3 separate regions of the Zea mays genome follow, and regions 2 and 3 are each linked to region 1. Evidence: chromatin contacts called from public Hi-C data. All regions are on one chromosome and are shown on one strand. Each heading gives the region's core, a stretch centred on a gene start, on an enhancer-like site or on the middle of the called end of the contact. The rest is flanking DNA. Distances are from core to core; before and after follow the strand shown.

Region 1 (2,607 bases), core at 46-2,545:
CGTCCACCTCTACGGTGGCCTTGTGGTACACTCCTGAGATGATGAGCCCGTTTCCACCGGAGACCATGCCGGAGAAGTCACCTCTTTGAAAGGCTCGGTTGACTCCCAGCTTCTGGATATCGTGAGACGCCTCAAACTCGAACGTGAACTTGAACTTCGGCACCATGAACCCCCCGACCCGGACCTCGTCCACCGGCGTGTGCTTCCTGATGAATCCCGGCGACGACACGACCTTATCATAGAGATCATTGAGGGTTAGGGTCTCACCGTCGGGGAGGAGTAGAAGCATGTAGAACGCGTCCTGCTGCGCGCCGTCGTCGTTCTTGTAGGGCAGCTTGAGCGCCTTGAATCCGGGGAACACGGCAACCCGCTGCCGCTGGTCCTCGAAACCGCTCGTAGTCATGAACGGCACGCGCACGGTGCCGCCGTCGGGGAGATGGAACGGCGCGAAGATGGTTCTCGACGGATCGAACGGCCGAGCCCACGCCCCCTTGAAGTAGATGGCGTTGGCGAGGACGAGCGCCGTGGACGAGTCGACGGAGCCGGGAGGCAGGACGTCGCCGATGAGCCCTTTCGTTGCTCCTTTCACGAAGTCGTTGACTTGCTGCCTTGCCGCCTCGGAGTTCTTCAAGAAGTCGACGGACTCCGCGACCGCCGCGTAGCGCGACGCGGCGGTGTCCATGAACTCCGGCGTGAGCGCGCGGCTCCGGTCCACCCAGACTCCGCAGGCGAAGGACGCCTGCGGGAGGTCGCTGAGCCGGGCGACCAGCGCCGTCGCCGCGGCGCGGTGCAGCTCGCCCAGCGACTCGGAGTCCAAGAAGCGCAGGAGCTCCCGCTGCGTCTCGCCCCGCGCGCCCGCGGCCACCAGCGCGAGCGCCGCGTGGAACGACAGCGGCGACACCACGAAGTTGCGCGCCCCCTGCTGGCCGCCGACCTGCCTCGCGAGCGGCAGGCACGACGCGCTGCCAGCGAACGCATCCGGTCGCCCTTCCGGTGCCGCAGCGAAGCCGGCAACGGGCACCTCGCCGGGCGGTCCCCACAGCATGGTCAACGTCGACGGATCGTCTGGTGGCTGCGCGAAGACGGCCGCGTGCTCAGGCGGCGGCGCCCAAGGGCGCGGCGGGGCGACGGCGAACCGAGGCCCCGCCGTGGACCCGAAGCTCAAGTCGCCTGCGCCGTGTCCGTCGCTGTTTCGGGAGGCTGCTCGTGTCACGGTGCGCTTGTCGCCGTGGTGCTGCCCGCCGCGACGCGGTGTGCTCATCGCGTGTACGTGAGCTGCGTGTGTGAAGGAAAGAGAGAAGGTGGTATGTATCACATTGAGCCCACACAAAGAATATATATAGTAGTATATCTCGCAATTATAATTAATTTTAAACCAACCACATAAGAAGTAACCATTTTTTCTCTTTTCCTACAATATAAGACGTACTTACATGTACATTGATACAGTAAGTATATTTCTTGGTCTTTAAACTAGAGATAGTTAATATGCCTAATATACTCTAAGGCTAATCACAGTAAGAATTTCATATCTCTATTTCCAGAAATGCTACATCAATTTTATAGACGAATGAAACAGAAACACCCTCTCTCAATAGAGAGTTTTATATCACTATTTCATATGTAGAGATCTATTGGGGAAGGCTCGAAAGGTTATTCGATATCAACCCTCGACGCGCCGCAGCCACTATTTTGACTCCTTTTATGCAATTATGAACCAAACTTTCTCGATTCCAATGCAACTTATCCTTTTGGAGTTGACGTAACAAACTACGCGAGCCTCCCGATGAAGCCAACAGAAATCCTATCCGAATACTAAAAATAAAAGGCAATTTCATTATGACATACTCCCTCCGGTATAGTAAAAGAAGTCATCCTGCGCGTGACCGAGCGTGCACAAAAAGAAGTCATAGCGCGTAGATGCACTTAAGAGGAATCGAACTTGAGACCTCCAGTCTAGAATGCCTTGGAGGTGCTGCAGCAACCAATCAAGGCTGATTGTTTTCATGACATTAATGCACTCATATCCCTATTTAATAGGGGCAAACAGGGAAAACTCTATGATAATTAATCACTCCTTGGTATGCACAATCATGTCCTAAACAACTATCTTTACTGCACTGGAGGGAGTACTTCTTAAATGCTGCATATAAATAACCAATAGGATTTACTCAATTATATGAAGATTAAACAAAACACTCTTAATGAAAATTTAACATAGTTTTTAAAACCTTATAAACGAGTTAACATGGTTTCATCTTTATAAAACTCCATAAAACTATTTTCTTCATAAATGATGTGACATATCATCTAAATAGGTGATATGATAGATTAATTAATACATAAAATACATTATAAAATCTCCATTGTGATTAGCCTAACACTGCGTGCGAGCGATGCCTCAGAGCGGTGCATTTATGGAGAAACGGTGTGAATGCCTCAGACTCAGAGCGGTCCATTTATGACTGGGCAGTACGAGAATGTCAGCTGCTCCATTTATGGAGAAACGGTGCGTTTCGTGAATATAATTGGCGAGCTCACTCAGAGCGTAGCGTCGGCTTCACGCAGCTTTCGCACATCATTCAACTACACACAACAACCATTACT
Region 2 (2,607 bases), core at 59-2,558, 370 kb before region 1:
ATGCTTCTCCATCCCATCTTGGTTTATCCGTTGAGGAAGAATTTTTCACCATTTACATCCTCGTGGGAAAAGAAACTTCCATATTCCCATCACTAATGGAGGAATTCCCCGTAAGGAATCAGGGATCGAGTCTCAGTTGCCATCTCTAGCCCCAAGGGCCAAGGCAAAATGAGTCCCACACTCTCACGTAGAGATGGCCAAACGGACCGCCCGACTCGGCCTGGACCCGCTGAAGCCCGACACGGTTTGGGTCTGGCTCACCAGGCACAGTTAGAAAACCGGGTCAAGCCTTGTTTTCTTGTCCAAACCCGGCCCGCTCCATCCCTAAACGGCTCGGCCCGATAAGGACAAAAAAAGCGGACCGGTAAGCACGATTTAGTAAAAAAAGTGAGCTAGACAGGCTTAGAGGTAAACGGGACACGCTAGGCTAGCCCGTCGGGCTTAGTTTTCTGTTTGGGTCCAGCCCGCTTATTTGTGCCAGCCCGATCATGTATAAAAGCGGATCGAATCGGGCTAGTATCAGACCAAAAAACGTGCTTCGGGGTGGGCTTTCGGGCTTTCTGTGCATCTATACTAGTGCTGGGAATATGGACCGGAATTTTTGAGCCAGTACGAGCACGACCCAAAAACAGGAGCCCAAAACACGGACCGACATGAAATAATATGGGCCAAGCTAACATAGGCCGAAGGTGGGCCTAGGTCTGACCTCAAATTCTGGCCCGTCGAGCCCCGACACAGCCCGCACCAATGTTGTTCAATTTTTTTAATTTAATAAGTTATACACTTTATATTGTTGTAATATTTGGGCTTTATATGGTCAAATGATGCTATAATTGTTTAATATCTTTAATTTAGTAAGTTATAGACTTTAAGTGGTTGTAATAATTTGATTTTATGTGACTAAATATATAGCTGAGCTTAGGCCGGCACGACACAACGAAGACATGGCCTAATTTAGGCCGGTGTGAGCCACTGTTTTTATACTTCAACCTGACCTGGTACGGTCCAAAAAAATTTAGGCTTTTTTATCCAAACCTGTTTAGGCCTTGTTCGTATGTCCAGTAGTGGACTAGAAATCATTCTAGCCGATCAAAACTTATATAAATTGGAGAAATAAATCGGCTAGGCCTCTATTAGGGGAGAAACGAACGGCCCCTTAACACACGAAGTATGATGATCGGGCCGGTCCGGAATCTACTCCCATGTCCCATCCGAGTGCTGCAAACACAGGCACACAGCTGCTATCGGATGTCGGAGGCCAAAACCCAGACGCAACGCAACCCACCCCCTCTCTGTCCTCTCCGTCCTGAACTCGCGCCTCGCTTCGTCTCTCCCATTCCCACCCGCTGAAGCTTCAAGGAGCTTCTCGTCTGAGACCGAGCTAACGAGCTCACCGGCGGGCAGGATGCTGGCGGCGTCCACCAAGGTCGGCTCTAGGCTGGCCTCTCCGCACGCCTCCTTGTCCGCCGGTGCTGCGGCGGCGGCACTGGCGAGCTCCCCCGTGCTGGGCTCTGGGATGCTCCCAGGCGCCGGGTTCGGCGAGACGGGGAGTCACCACGCGGCAGACGCGCCGCCGGCGCTGCCTTGCAGTTCCTCGGGCGATTCAAGGTGAGCATCGGAGTTCAGAATTCAGAACCGTGAGGCCAGACTTTGGTAGTGCCATTGCTTGATCTCGTGATCAGGGCCTCAGGGGCCTCAATTGTTCGTTCGCAACTGATCTAGTGACTACCTGAGTCCATTGGTCCCTTCAGAGGAGTTAGGTTCCCAATGATTGATCAACTCCTAACTCACACCCTGCAAAAAGGGAAATGCTCAGTGATTTCTCAGGATCGGAATAGTTGCTTTTCTCATCATTGTTTACTTCAGCTAAATCTCAACTTCTTGAGTTCTTGTCTGTAATAGGGAATATTATCAGTGGAAGAGACTGGTGAATCAAAGGCAGTCAACGCTAGATGGAGGCAAAGTGCCTGCTGCATTGGGCCACCATGTTTTTGGTGCGGGCTGTTCCTCACGGAACCAACATATCTACAGATATTTTTCATCTTCTCATCAAGGGAGTATATGGGCCGGGAGCAAGGTGTGTTGAAGTATCATACCCATTCATTGGTTTGGTTTACTTGCTATTCTTTTGTAGACTACAGAGATGATCTAACTGTTATTTTCAGATGCTTGTTCCAAACAACTTGGCGATGTGCTTTACATTAGACTTCCAATCATTATTATTTTAAGTAAGTTCCTATTCCAGGTTCTACATGACCTGCCAGGGTATGTAAAAATTGTGGAAGTAGGGCCACGAGATGGTCTACAGAACGAGAAGGACATCGTGCCAACACCTGTAAAGGTTGAGCTTATACGAAGATTGGCCACATCTGGATTACCTGTTGTGGAGGCAACGAGTTTTGTATCTCCAAAATGGGTACCTCAGGTATAGTGCTTTACAAAATCTCTGGAGAACATTCAGATTAGACACCTGTTTTATCTGCACCTATTGTACACATTGATTTTCTCAGGACCCTGATTTACAACTTGGGTTTTTCTTCAATATGTAATTGAATTTTCATGGAGCAGGCAGGACTGAGGCTGTTTATATATCTTTTTAGATATATT
Region 3 (2,607 bases), core at 40-2,539, 300 kb before region 1:
CTAATTGACTTTTTTCCCCCCAAGTATGGACGAGCCGTGGGAAAAAGAATCACCTGTAGCTGACGAGGTTGGCGGCAAAAGTGATGGGCTGGTCTCCCCTGCCGATCCCCTGCTCCTGCACCAGCACCGGCACCCGCTTCCGCTTGAACTCCACGTGGCTGAACTGCTCGCCGAACCCGAAGAACCGCTCGTCGCGGCTGCTCGCATACGTCAGGAACACACGGTTGAACTCCTCCGGCCGCCGCTCCTCCGCCCGCTCGGGCGCTGGCAGGAGCGCCGACGCCTCCTCACGCTCACGGCTCGGGGCCGGGGCCAGCCTCGTCCTCTTGCTCGTGGTGGCTCGCTGGACGCGCGCCGACAGACGAAGCCGCAGGCTGGCCCGGTGGAGCCTCGGGGTCGTGGTCGTGGTCGTCGCCGTCGCCGGGGGCGACTTGGCAGGGTCAGCGTGCGAGCAGGTCCATTGGTAGTCGCCGATCTTGACGCTGAACCTAACCTGCGTGTCGCTCTTCTCCTCGAGAAGGATCCAGTACCGCGCCGAGAGCACGGGCCTCGCCGCCGCCGCCGCGCTCCGGGCGCGGCGACCTGCCGCGCGCAAGCGCAACCCGCAGCAGGTGCACGACGGCGACGCGCCGGCCTTCTTGGCGGCGGACACGAGCCCGGTCACCACCAGCACCGGGAACCGCGTCGCGTCGGACGGCCGGAATGCGGCGGCGCGCAGCAGGTCGGGCTCGGAGCCGCCTGCCTCGGCGTCGCAGCGGTAGAAAGCCCTGATCTTGTCGACGTGCTGGCGATCGGGGACGAGGCGGGCGCCGCCGTCGCGGAGCGCGAAGGAGCCGCGGCACTCGTCGGCCTCGGTGGCCACGGAGGCCACGGAGAGGAACGCCACGCCGGGGACGGTCTCCCACATCGCGCCGCCGCCCGACGACGGAGGAACCCTGGACAGCGAGACCTCGCCGCCGCGGGACGGGTCCCAGCGGAGGCGGAAACGGGTCCCCACGGGGAAGTCGTGCGCGTGGGCGAGCTTGGAGGTCGACGCGAACGACAGGCGCAGGGCCCCGTCGCCGTCGTGGATGGCGGCCGTCGGTACGGCGCGCGGGAAGGGGTTGTTGAGGCGCGCGTGGTGCTTCTTGGCAGTCTTGAGCGACGCCATGGCGACGGCGGTGATGGCGCGCACGGGCGAATGGAACGGACGGAGAGCCCGTGCGGTGCTCTCTACTCGGTCCGAGGCCATCATTGGCTGAAATAGATTCTGGAATGACGGGTGGGGTCAAATGGTGGGGCGGAGCGGTGGGCCCGAAGAGCGCGCGTTTGTTTTTGATTGACGTAGTGACAGATGTACATAGGAGTAGTATTTTGTTCGCAATTGCTAGAATTACCGATAAGAAGAAAGGTTTATGGCATGTCCAACAAGGCAACAAGTTCAATTTTGCGATATACCACTACTAAATCGCACCAGAATCGTATCATATTTAGAAGAAATTTCTGCGCTCCGAACTAAACATTGATGAACTTACCTGTTAAAATAGTTTTTTTGGTTGAATATTTAAATCGCAAGTTCAAGATTTATGTGAGTGATGTTTATAGTGGTTTGTTAAGACAGACGGACAATATATGTCTTTTTTTTGTTTCTAGCAAATTCAATAATATAGCTCACAACGGATTTTATGATGTTGTCATGTTACATATAGTATAATTATACAATAACATAACTTGTATATTTAATATTTGACTCATCTTTTCCTCTCATAATCTGTCTTAGAGTCCTTGAGCAGCCCACTTCTATTCTCTCTCTATTTTTCTTTTTTTCACATCACTACAAATCCGATACGACATATCTTGTAGTCTACCTACATCATCTTATTACACTTGCTCTTAGACTATCTACAGTAGATTCCATATCGCATCCCTTATCTCATCTTCTATTATAAACTTTATTCTGCAAACAGTATCATCTACAATTTCACGTTCCCTGTTTTATACTGATTGCTGGAGACAATATCAGTGGTGTTACATGGATCATGGATGTCTATATGCCTCGATAATTCATTTTCGTTGACTTAAGTGCGGGGAAGGAGACTAGCGCCGTAATGGGTAGAGCCAGAATTTGAACATAAGAAAGGTCATTTAAACCGGCAACAAACAAGCATAACGATATACATATACGGCTAATATTCCACTAGTTTGACTCTTATATAGGTCTGGACAAAATACGCTTAGCTTATCTGCTCGCTCAGCTTATCTCAATTTTGTCACGAGCTGAGCTAGTATTTTAGCTTGGTTTATTAATAAGCCAGCTCGATAGCTCGAACAAGCTAGCATTTGTCAGCAAAATAAAGCTTACACTTGTATTGAACGAACTAATAAGTAATGAACTGTGTTAATTTGACATTGAATTGATGTGATATCTGAAATTGTCAGTATTATTACTTTTTCAAGCGTTAAATTAATATACAATTTATTAGCAACTAATTATATTATTGCATATATATGTATTTTTTTTGGTTGTAGCTCGTGAGCTAAACAAGCCAACTGGAACTTGTAAGCCTAGCCGAGTTGATTCACTGGCTCGATTCTTTAACAAGTTGAGTTGACTGAGCGAAGCCATAT

Evidence for each region. Hi-C and Micro-C count contacts between places; a contact is called where the count stands out from the background.
Region 2: a contact with region 1 is called in a Hi-C map of tassel, with 6 times the contacts expected there. The contact joins the promoter of LOC100193689 here to the promoter of LOC100273136 in region 1. A contact is called at or near these places in 2 of 25 Hi-C or Micro-C datasets (ear and tassel).
Region 3: a contact with region 1 is called in a Hi-C map of tassel, with 3 times the contacts expected there. The contact joins the promoter of LOC107548101 here to the promoter of LOC100273136 in region 1. A contact is called at or near these places in 3 of 25 Hi-C or Micro-C datasets (ear, endosperm and tassel).

The regions. Positions count from the first base shown.
Region 1 is chr8:4,103,463-4,106,069 of Zm-B73-REFERENCE-NAM-5.0, forward strand. LOC100273136 reads right to left here and starts at 1,296. Exons shown (of 1, transcript NM_001147583.1): 1 at 1-1,296. The coding sequence starts at 1,261.
Region 2 is chr8:3,736,264-3,738,870 of Zm-B73-REFERENCE-NAM-5.0, forward strand. It overlaps LOC100193689 (hydroxymethylglutaryl-CoA lyase), which reads left to right and starts at 1,309. Exons shown (of 8, transcript NM_001138781.1): 1 at 1,309-1,608; 2 at 1,903-2,077; 3 at 2,246-2,425. The coding sequence starts at 1,406.
Region 3 is chr8:3,798,825-3,801,431 of Zm-B73-REFERENCE-NAM-5.0, forward strand. It overlaps LOC107548101, which reads right to left and starts at 1,290. Exons shown (of 5, transcript NM_001323009.1): 1 at 54-1,290. The coding sequence starts at 1,234.